2 separate regions of the Mus musculus genome follow, and region 1 is linked to region 2. The links are chromatin contacts, called in public Micro-C maps. All regions are on one chromosome and are shown on one strand. Each heading gives the region's core, a stretch centred on a gene start, on an enhancer-like site or on the middle of the called end of the contact. The rest is flanking DNA. Distances are from core to core; before and after follow the strand shown. Region 1 has its middle 210 kb from the start of Cwc27. Region 2 has its middle 230 kb from the start of Adamts6.

The links. Hi-C and Micro-C count contacts between places; a contact is called where the count stands out from the background.
Region 1: a contact with region 2 is called in a Micro-C map of muscle stem cells, with 5 times the contacts expected there. The contact joins two enhancer-like sites. A contact is called at or near these places in 16 of 484 Hi-C or Micro-C datasets (the C2C12 cell line, the N1E-115 cell line, adipose-derived mesenchymal stem cells and 9 more) and 5 of 115 datasets of contacts at active chromatin or transcription factors (CD8 T cells, embryonic fibroblasts, embryonic midbrain and 2 more).

What each region holds. Positions count from the first base shown.
Region 1 is chr13:104,603,779-104,609,870 of GRCm38.p6, reverse strand. No RefSeq gene overlaps it. Among named protein-coding and RNA genes, the nearest start is that of Cwc27, 210 kb to the left of the region's middle. Within about 2 kb of position 2,895, at least 82 of the 459 cell types and tissues checked have an H3K27ac peak or open chromatin away from gene starts, as enhancers often do. A contact at or near this core is called in the C2C12 cell line, beige adipocytes, embryonic fibroblasts and 2 more, where this site is marked.
Region 2 is chr13:104,516,718-104,522,439 of GRCm38.p6, reverse strand. No RefSeq gene overlaps it. Among named protein-coding and RNA genes, the nearest start is that of Adamts6, 230 kb to the right of the region's middle. Within about 2 kb of position 1,714, at least 61 of the 459 cell types and tissues checked have an H3K27ac peak or open chromatin away from gene starts, as enhancers often do. A contact at or near this core is called in the C2C12 cell line, beige adipocytes, embryonic fibroblasts and 2 more, where this site is marked.

The DNA.
Region 1 (6,092 bases), core at 1,646-4,145, 86 kb before region 2:
CTTCTTCTCCTCCTCCTCCCCTTTCCTCCTCTTCCTCCTCTTCTTGTTCCAGCACTGTATTTTATTTGGTTTCTTATTCTTTTTTTTTTTTCAAAGATTTATTTATTATGGTACATAAGTACACTGTAGCTGACTTCAGACGAACCAGAAGAGGGCGTCAGAGCTCATTACGGGTGGTTGTGAGCCACCATGTGGTTGCTGGGATTTGAACTCTGGACCTTTGGAAGAACAGACAGTGCTCTTACCCACTGAGCCATCTCGCCAGCCCTGGTTTCTTATTCTATCCTAGGTTAGCTGGCTAAAGATCATGTGCAAAAGTGAGGTCCCTGCCAGGGGTTATACCACCTAAGAAAATGTCCTTTCCTTCTCTTCGAAACTATAAACCACCCATCGATACTCAGGGAAGATGAAATCTCAGGGGAAATAGCTGCCACCCGTGGTAGGATCTAAATGGTCGGCTCTCTGGTGGTTCTTCTGTCGGAGAACTATCTCGTTCTAAAAACAACACAATACCCCACTCCACTCCTCCCTCCCTTCTAGATTGAACTAACACTTCTTAGTTTGGACAAATCTACCATGCTGAGATGTAAACATTAGAGAACTGGCCTAAGGTGTACGTGAGAGACATCTCTGCAACCTTTGCAGCTTTTCTTCATTGGCCCTATTTTAGATGTAAAGTTGTATTTTTTTAAGTGCCACGAAAATGACTGTGAGCTAGAGATTATTTTTGCATTAAGGGAATTGAAGGTGATTTCATAGATAAAAGGACATTTCGAAGGAGCCTTAAAGGAAAGGTGAGATTATTAGAAAAGGAAACAGGATGGCCAGTGGGGGAGGAGCACGCAATACAAGAAAGAAGTCTACAAACGTGCACAGCTGAGCAAGAAAGAATCATGTGGGGAAAGCATGGGAAAGGACCGGGCACCTCAGAGAAACTAAGATAAAACTCTAGATTTAGTTCTTTGGCTTTATCTTGTGGTGTTGGGATAAAATCTTGCACATTAGACCAGTGCTTTTCCCAATAAGCCATACCCCCAAGTAAATGGTTAAAAGGTAGGTAGAGTGCGTGCGCGCACACGCGCACACACACACCTCTGAATTACTGATAAAATTCATTGTTTTACAATGCATGGTCACTTGAAAACAGAAACTAACACAGTTAAGTCAGCCACACATACCACGTGTGTGCATCTGCACTGAGGTGAAGGGATTAAACAGTTCAGAAGCATCCCCTGCGTGCCCCTGCGTGCCCCTGCGTGCCCCCTGCGTGCCCCTGCGTGCCCCCTGCGTGCCCCTGCGTGCCCCCTGCGTGCCCCTGCGTGCCCCTGCGTGCCCCCTGCGTGCCCCTGCGTGCCCCTGCGTGCCCAGTGCTCAGGGTACGTTAGCTCTTTTAATCACTCCGAGAGCCTTATGAAGCAGCTGTTCTTGTTTTATTTTACAGATAGAAAATCGAGAACTTGTTTGCATCCAACAAACACAAAAGTCATAAATATAAGAAGTAGATACAGCCACCTGAGGTCTCGTTCGCTTCCAACAAACACAAAAGTCATAAATGTCTAAAGAAGGTGGTGCGCTTGGTGCCAGAATGTGCTTCAGCCGTTAAAATGGAAACAGCTTTACGCTTACATTTTACTTAAATCTATTTTAACTGAAGAGAAACTCAGCTGGGACTAATTTAAGTTCTTCAAGACACAATGGCCTTGATAAAGCCATTTATCAAGTGGTTTTATGAAATAATTCAGAGGAGTATGTTTGGCAAGGGGGCAATTATCCCAGAGTACCTAAGTGCAATGAGCCTGGCCTGCATGGGACAGACACAGTATGGAAGGGTTCACCCCAGTCTCAGAAAGTCATCTCTTGTCTCTTGTAGACCGAGAACAGAAACAACTACGCTGTATCACGTGTACACAGACATCCCAGCTCCCAGCTGCGATCATGTCTGCATCCACCTAAGAAAAGTGGAAAGGATTTAGCGTTACTGTTCGGGGTTTCTAGAGACATGACTTGCCTTCAGAAAAAGAGTCAAATTGCTCTGTAGTTGAAAGTCACATGGCTTAACAATCCATATTGTCATTTTCCTTTCCCCTAGTGACTACGGCAAGACGAAGTCTTTTTGACGGGTTTGTGTGGGATTTTTAGTGACTCCCTTAATCAGGCAAAAATGAGTTCCTCAACAATCAATAATTGCCAATTAGGAATTCACCTTTTGTTGCTTTCTAAGATGTCCCATCACGAAAATAAACCATAAAACCATTTCTGCCTCTCATGTGTGGACGAGAACGAAATCCTTGAATGGAATTTTTGTTTCACTCTAGATGCTCTGCACCCTGTATCTGCAGCCTGGTGGTAGGCAGGCAACCAGCCGGGCAGTGAAGAAGGCATCTTGTGCTTGATCCTGCCACTCGGCATCCCAGGGTGTGATGAAAACTGGAACAAATCTGGAAACCGTGGAGGTGCCAGAAGGTTACAGTCAGAAGACGGAATTATTTGAGTCAGTCGGGAATGTCTGGTTCTCTTGGGTTAGGCCTCATGGGTAGCATTGTGCTGCAAAAACAACTGGCGAGGAGAATTCCAGAGGAGTAAACATGACCTTGAACCTTTGGAGAGAGATGCTTATCTTTCTCTACTGTTAGGGGGGGAAAAAAAGAAAAAAAAAGAGGCCGAATTCTTTCTTCCACCTTTTCATCTTTCAAAATGAAAATTGTTCAGCTCGGTTCCAAACCTGAGTGGAATTTGGAACGGGAGGTGGGTGGAGAACCTTCCTCCAGCCCTTGCTTTATGCTGGGTTTTATTTGAAATAAATTCCCTGCCATGACTCAACAGCCTCTAGGGCCGCAGACAGATGAGGCTGTGGAAGGCTCATCCTTACCACTTCCTGTTATGGGACAGCTGCTGGGGAGGTCCCAGCAAAGGTTACCCCGAACACAGCACTCTGATCCACCAAGGAAACAATGACACTTTAAAGGACACGGGGTGGGGCTGGAGAGCCGGCTCAGCAGTTAAGAGCACTGACTGCTCTTCCAGAGGTCCTGAGTTCAATTCCCAGCTACCACATGGTGGCTCACAACCATCTGCGATGGGATCTGATGCCCTCTTCTGTTGTGTCTGAAGACAGTAACAGTGTACTCATATAAATAAAGTAAATAAGTAAGTCTTTTTTAAAAAGAAAAAAAGTGAGTTGAAATACGAAGTGAATACTATATGCACTTACACTTAATGCAGTTAGTGTGAGGAGCATACACACCTAGAATATTCTAAAGTTCAATACTGAGCACAAAAATATATAGATGCACAAGGTGGAAGTACATTTAAAAAAAAAAAGACATCAGGTGTTAGCAACCTCTGGAGACAACTCCTACAAAGTACACCCCAGCCCAGGGACTGCTACCCCTTAGAGTAAATCTGCTACCTCAAAAAAAGTTTCCATCAGGGCACGTCTCACTTCTTCCCTGTCACACACGCAAGGGGCACTGGACATTCTGTTTTGTCACCAGTACACTAAAGTTGAAGTTGGTGGTGAAGCTGTAATAAAGGAGAGAGAGAGAGAAAAAAAAAAAAAAAGAATTGCAACCGTGGAATGAAGGAATTTTAAACTGTCCTCCAGTTGAAAATGGCTTGTCTGTAGTGGGAGTAGATCCCTGTAGATCTTAGGCATGGATCTTAGGCCCTCTTCCTGTGAGGATTAGCTTAACTCTACCATACTCCTGGTGCAGCGCATGTCTTCCTACCTGCCCAGTGTCACCTGGAAGCTGCTAATGACTTCATCCCCATAATTCATTGTGTCATCCAAGATTCTGGGGTCCTGTACCCTTAGAAACTTCACCTTCAGTATGTATGAGGTATGAGTTAGAGATTTGCTTCTGATCTCTTCCTCTTAGAAAACTCTCTCTCTCTCTCTCTCTCTCTCTCTCTCTCTCTCTCTCTCTCTCTCTCTCTCTCTTTCTCTCTCTTCTCTAGTGATACCATTATGAAATACAAAAAGAATAACATTGATACAACTGTGCTGTCTGTATAGGGTTTGTTCAGCATGTCCATCAGTGGTGTGGGGGCAGCCAAAATGCTACTGCTGCTACTCTTCAACATCCCAGACTCAGAGCAGCAGGGGTCTAATGTGCAATCTATGTGTAGCTTTCTTCAGCCGTCCCCAGATAGCTTTTCTACTTCTTGTCTCCCCTGCACCCCCCGCCACCATCCCAACTCAAGATCTAGGTAGAAGCCTGCGTTATGCAGAACTATCTGTCTATTTAAACCAGTGGTCCTTAATCTGTGGTCTCGACATCTTTGGGTTTGAACAACCCTTTCACAGGAGTCAGATATCAGATATCCTGCATGTCAAGTATTTACATTATGATTCCTAATAGTAGGAGAATTATAGTTATGAGGTAGCAGCAAAAATAATTTTATGGTTGGGGGTTACCACAACATGAGGAACAGTATTAAAGGGTCAAAGCATTAGGAAGGTTGAAAACCACTACTTTAGACAGAAGGCACAAATTTTTCCACTGGCTATTCTCTTGGTTATGAAATGATCCAGTGGTAGTGTTGAAATTTCTCCTTTCACAATAACGCCTTCCAAGGCCTTTAAGTACTCGGACAAGAACCAGCCTCTTTGCCATCAAAATGAAGAGACAGAGACAGAGTGTTGAGCTGCCTGTTACTTCCAGGGAGAACACTGTAAAGTGCAGAGAGAAATGTGAAGAACTCTATTGTGATGTTGTTTGGTTTGTTTTAATGCAAAATGCACACACCAATAAGAGATGTGCAATACCCAGCTGCATGGAGTCCAGAGCAGTCTTAGAGGTTTGCTGGGTTTTTTCCAAAACTAAAGATCTTCTCTTTTCCCAGCAGAGACATCAGAACCTTCATCTGGAGCTGCACAAAGATGTGGCAAAATTTGACTCCTAGATGAAGAATTCACATCAATTTAATTCCTTATTTATTATGCTGCTTGATTTTTTGTTAGTTTTAATTGTTTTGTTTCATTTTGGTTTTTGTTTGTGTTTGGTTTTGTTTTATTTTGTCAACTTGACACAAACTATCGTCTCATGGCAGGAGGTACCTCAACTGGGGGAATGCCTGTGATCAGCCTGTGGACTGCCAGGCATTTGTTGTTTCTGTTGTTGTTGTTGTTGTTGATATGGGAAGGTCCACCCCACTGGGGACTATGCACACGCTTGGGCAGGGGGTGTTGGGAGATATAAGAAAGGTGGCTGATTGTGAGCCTGTGAGCAGAGCCAGTAAGTAGTGGTCCTCCACGGCCTCAGTTAGTGCCTCCCTCCACGCTTCTAGGTGAGCTCCCTTGAAAATGGACTCTAACCTGCAAGATGAAATAAACTCCTAAGTTGCTTTTGATCATGGATTCATCGCAGCAATTGAGAAGGAAACTAACATGTTGGCTAATTCTCTTAAGAGATTCCTACACTTTGGATGAGCCTCAGGCACATGCAAGTCCCCTACAGCATGCTTATGGAAGTATTTTAGTCTCTTCTTGAGCATGTCTTATGGAGGTTTTACAATATGTCTGTGTTCCCACCTAACACCAACAGAAAGCAATCATTAATTGCTTTCAACCAGAACTTCTTCTGAGGCTTCACATACATTCAGCTTTTAACCTCCTCAACATCCAAACAGATGGGATAGCTCTACTGCAGTGTCCACTTTATATATTAGGACACTGGGGCGCCGAGGGGTCTAACAGCTAGCCCTAGGCTCCCAAGGCCAGGGACCCTAACCATTGCTCTAAGCTGCTTCCCACTGTTGCCCTGCAGAAGTTTAAATCCTAAATAAGGAACACATAATCTATATCTGCTCACTCGTCTTAGCATCTTTAGTATTTATCATGCTTCGCAACGGAGTTCTCTTTAAAATGTCTTGCCTTGGCTTTCTGCTTCTTCCTGTGTTCTATGTTTTACTTGTGGTGGGCTCAGCACAGACCTCCTGGGGAAAGACTTTTGCCAGAGAGGAGAGATAAAGATTCCATGAATAATTCACTCTGGACAGGGAGCTTCCCATGGCTGCAGGTGGGATTGCAGAAGGGATGCTGAGGGGGAGGATTGAGGAGGGAGACGGCTTGTTGGACCCAAGCTGAGAGA
Region 2 (5,722 bases), core at 465-2,964:
AAGGAAGTAAAATGGAGATTGTCTTCTGCAGGCAGCCAGGAGAAGGCTCTGATTCCACACTGGATGGAGCTTGAGCATAGAGACCTTGCTTGTTGTATTTGGTTTGGTCAGGGGTTTCATGCATCAGGTTGATCCTGAACTTGCCATGTACCCTTCGATGACCCTCCCACCTCTACATCCTGAGTTCTGGGATTAACTGCTATGCATCACTAGGCCTGATTGGTTTTATGTGGAGCTGGGAATTTAACTCAGAGCTTCATGCACACTAACCAAGCAGTGCACCAACTGAGCCATATTTCCCAGCCTTAGTCTATGGATGCAAGTTTACTTATGTAGTGTGGGGTCTAAGCAGAAAAGGTTATAGTGCTAGCCATGCTGGAGCTTGGATCATATCACCTTCCAGAACCTATGGATTTCACCCCAGAAAAGCAGTGGTAGAAAATGATGCATACGACAAGACCTACACAATCAAGTTCAGATCCCCAGGATTATGAATCAAGACTGTCTTAGCCACAGTGGAACATTTAACCTCTGTTGAGAAAACGAAGACATATTTGAGCCCTGATTGAGTGTCTGAGCATGGAATACCAGCTGTCTAAAACTACTCATATGTGAAATTATTCACCAAAAATTGCTCATCCTACATGAGATTTCAGTTTAGTGAGTCAGAGGACCTTGTAGGAATCCACCCACAATGGTACAACAGCAGGACAAGAGGACACAAGCCATCTGGATAAACAGGGGGCTCAACCCTGTGCGTCACCCACCATTGTTACATCATCTCCCCTCTTTCCCTTCTTCATCTCATTCTGGGTTTACAACCCTTACAACTAGTTCCTGGAGGAGGAAAAAAATAAATCAAGCTTGATTCACCAATTAATCAGCTTGGTATGTGAGAGAAAAAAAAAAGGATGCGTTATACTACTACATGCTTTAGAGTGGTTGTGAGAACTGGCTGAGAAGAAAAGGCACAGGCAAGACTTGGACTGGTGTGTGTGGTCAGAGAAGTGGCCACAAGATAGAATGTAATCTAATTCATTGGAAGTAGTGTGTGGTATAGCTGGCTTGTCAGGAGCCCAAGAGAAGGAAGATTAAGATTAAGGGACAATGGATTTTGGGCCTGGGGCTGTTAACTTTATTGTCTACCTGAGATGATTTAGAATTACTAATGAGACAATCTTCTGGGTGTGTCTACAAGGGATGATCTAGATTAGTTTAATTGAAATGCAAAGACACACCCCAATGGTGGACTTTACCATTCCTTGGGCTTGGGCCCTGGATTGCATAAAAAGGAGAAACCTAGCTATGTACCAGCATTCTTTGCTCCCTTCTTCCTGCCTGTAGGCACAATGTCACCAGCTGGTCTCTTGCACCTGCCACCATGCCTTCTCTACAATGATGGAAGGTATCCCTTCAAACTGTAAGCCAGAACACGTGTTTTCTCCCTTAAATTGCTTTTTTTTTCCAGGTATTTTTGTCACAACAACAAGAAAACCAGTTAGAGCACATAGATGGAAGTGTAAAGAAGAGATGTAGCACCCAACATTTGTCATCGCTTACCACAGTGACAATGAGCAAAGTGCCCTCAGGAGCAGAGGTGAAGTCCATGAATTGACATGACAATAGATAAATACTCAGGGTCTCTATACTGCTGCATATCCAACCTGCCAGCAACAGACTTGGATACGTTCTCATCCCTCAAGCTGACCTGTGAGTCACTTGCTTGACTACTCTGAGTGCCTTCCACTGTGGAAGGGCTGATGATTCACTCTGAGATAAATACATGGTCTGAGTGGTAGGAGTTCACGATTCCCTGAAGAATGATACCCTGGTCTCAAATAGTGTGTAAACACAAAGAGTGTTTTATTCTGCAGAAGTTCAGCATGTTAGGGTCTCACATTACCAAGATAGAGAGATAAGCAAGTGAACTCGCAGGCCAGACTTAAAGCACATTAGGGGAAGCACATTATCTTGCTTCATCTCTAGGGACATTCCAGAACCATTACCTGGGTGTGGGGGCTAGAAACTGTTGCTGGAGAGGTCTGGAAACTACTGTTGACCCAATTGTCCGTGCCTCAGACCAGGTGGCAGGGCAGCTTCTGAGGCCTGGACTTGCCTGGACTTGCCCAGTTCTTGGAAACAAGGATGTAGGCCTCGTCTCCTGAACTGCCAATCTGAAGCCTGTCATGGAGTCAGCCTAGCCTTCTCAGGTTTAACTTTGTATTTCATTTCTGCAGAGCTCTACCTGACCAAACTATCACCTATGGAAATATTCACTCTGATAGCATGGAAATCCGTAACATTGCAGTAAACCAGGGACCTACTACATGGCAAAAAGTTTGCAGCCACGGACTTTGGCATAAACTCTACTGGTCATAACACCCACAAGTCAGAAGCTTTCACTTATGAGAGACAGGATTGTCTCAACACCACATCCCATGATTTGGGTATTACTTTGACTAAAGTTATTTATATGCATCTGTGGTCCACTGAAGAACTACAGGGTCTTGAAATTAAAAAGGTAGAAACCAGGGTAGCTCAGAGACTCTTATTAAAATAATCGAATATTCCAGGTGTTCCTTGAATCGAGGGACACCCCCCCCCCCCCATGTTCAATGATCCAAACTACATAATTATCATCCTGGACCCAGTTCTCATCTCAAACTCCATTACAATTTTTGTGTATGATATCAAGCCTTACAAGCTCCACCTGTACTTACTTTAAGGTACAACTTACAAGTATCTACCTAAAATTCTCTTTGGTGTTTCTACTGTCCTGTTTGTATTTTGAGTCTGTTGTCTTTGTATTTATCACTGTGACTTGGGCTTACTCCTAAATTCCTCCCAACCTTTGCCGAGATAAAGTCTTTCGTATGCTAATAAGGTGCTGGTGATTGGCAGTTCTGGGACACTTTCTGGTGGAACTGACCGCCAGAAGGAGGCGAGATAAGTTGGGACTTTCACCTCCACCACGTGACCGCAAATGGAGGAGACAGAACTTGAGGGTTAAATTAGTCACCAAGCAGCCCCCTTTATAGTGGACCAAGCCTACCTGGTTGTTGCCAGGAACTGTGGGGGTGCAGTTTAGACGGGATACCAACTGTGAACTCATCCCTTTTCCAATCTCCGGCTATCTACACTTGAGAAGCAGTTAACTTGCTATTTTGTGGTGGGAGTTATTTTCGCTTGATTGCAGTGAACCCAGGAGGGTCTGAAGTCCTTTCTGCTGGTTGAATTCCCATGGGCTCGGAGCCTCCCACCCCCATCCCAGCCTGTGAGGCTCCACTCACGTTGCTTTCCTGGCACCAGAAAAATTCTGCAAGAATAATGAATTTATTGTTAAATCCGCTCTTCCGGCAAAAGCTGCCATTGCTGCCCCGGAAACATCTTTACATCACAAAAGTATTGGTCTCCTTTTAAAGTGAATGAATAAATGAACCAAAATACCAATGCTTTCATTTCCTGGACTCCAAAGCCATGCTTACAGTAATAAAAGACAAACCAGTGTAACTAAGTATAGATGAAAGAGGGTGGAGTTACCTAGTGAAACTCACATGTAAAAGCTCCCTTGGCTGAAAGACAGACCTGTCGGGATACGAAATTGGCATTTCAGAGCCATGTAATTTATGTAAATGAGACTCTGAAAGGTATTTTATCTTGGTCATGTGCATAATCTGAAAAGAAAAAACCATCAAGATCCTCCCTGAAGATCATCGCTTCCCGCTGCAGCTTTCTGGGTGATTTATCAAGATACTGGACATGAGGCCACTCCTTTAAGTGGTGGACAGTTTAAATTCCATAATTCTGACCACTTCTGAGCACCGAGTCTGGGCCTGGAGTCCTCCCTAAGCCCTGGGCCACTGCTTGCGTGAACAATGGGCCCACAGCTGCCTCCGCGCAGCCGCAGTGGGCTGCAGCCAGCCTGACTGGGAATGATTAGCCTTCTCCAGGCAGCTCTTCCCCCCACCGAGTCGCTGGCAAGGATCCGGCTTGGAGACAGCTCGTGTGTGCTCCTGGCGCGGCGTCTGCTGTTGTCATAGATGTCTGGGGGAGCCTGGCGGGCCCCTTGCAGCGGAGCTTCAGGACAAACGGGGGGTTTCATGGGGGTGGAAGGGATAGGGTGGGGTGGAGGCGTCTGTCCTGAGTGTGATTCCATGCAGGGGTGAAGAAGCTGGTCGGAGAAATAAACTAGAAAAAGGTCCCAGCCACGCAGGAGCCCAGGAATGCCAGGGTCGGGTTTCTTTGGCCCGGAAGTCATGGACCTCAATAACCTACCGAGGACCCTAGCTAGGGCGCTTCATTGTAGTTGACCTGAGACCTCTTGGCTGTCTAAAAGCCAGCTGTAAAACAAAACTTCACATCAAAGGACAGATGTGGCTGGGAGCAAGTTACCCATACAGTGCTAAAGCTCAGAGGGCTCTGTTTTCCTGGGCGTTAGATTCCCAACACCCCACAGGCACGGGAATGAAGACATACAAAGCCTTGGGGGGGCGGGAGCGGTTACTCGCAAACTAGTGATCTCCCTTTCTTCCTTTAAAGATTTTATTTTTATTTATTTTATGTATGAGTGCCCTGTTACTGTCTTCAGACACACCAGAAGAGGGCACCAGATCCTATTACAGATGGTTGCGGGCCACCGTGTGGTTGCTGGGAATTGAACTCAGGGTGAGCAACCAGTGCTTTTAGCCCCTGACCCATCTCTCCAGCCCTTTTCTTTCCTTTTATTGATTGGGGTGGACTCTAGGGGCTCCTGTTTGCTGAAATCGTGTTTTACCTCTAAGGTATACCCAACCATGGGCAGGTTATGGTTTTAAGTTTTAAGATCTTTCTTAACAAATCCTTATTTCGAGCTTCGGAGTTACTCAAATCATTTGCCCACCTGGAAGTCAAGAGATTCTGTTTCCAGACTCTGTTTCTCACTAGGAAAGGGTGCTAGCTAGCATTGCAGTCTGCAGATAACATCTAAAAGGGGAAAAAAATTACATAAATAAAACTGAAGAGAAGAAATCATTTGGGAGTAACCCTATCCCCTCAAAACTTGATAAGATCTAAGACACCTCAATCCCCTACGACAAGTGGGAACCTGCGCACTGACCTACACGGTCCAAAATGGCCTACTCAATAGGGGTTTGTCTCCCCCCCCCCCCTTCAAACACAAAGCCCCTAACTGTTAACAGGTCATTTTTAAGTGGCACTGTAGCTCTTTCTTTTAACTGGTACAAAACAATCCCTTGCATCATGAAGGATGACTCACTCCAGGACCCAGACGTCCCTATGGTATCTGATTTCTTCCCCAGACACTTAGATATGACCCTGGGTCAGAAGAGCTTTTCACCCTGGTCATATTTTTCTTCCTTGTTTAATTCAACATTGTTTTGTACTTATAAGGAATTGTTACCCTAATAATCTTCCTGCCAAATTGGCCTTAATATAATCCACCTATCACTGACCGACTACAAGAGAAAAATTAAACAAACGTTTTGCTGTTGTCCCTTCTCCCCTGGGGTGGAGCTTCTGAAGCCAGAAAGCCACTTGGATCGTGTATACAACGTTGGTAATTGCATTCCTAGATTCTACAAAATGCCACAGTACTCTCCAGACTCCAAAATAGCTGTTGCAAACAATGACAATTACTGCCCAGACATTTTCAAACACAGCAGGTTACTGGCTGAGGCTGTGATGGAAACCCTAAAAAATATATAAATATTTTGAAATGCTCTGT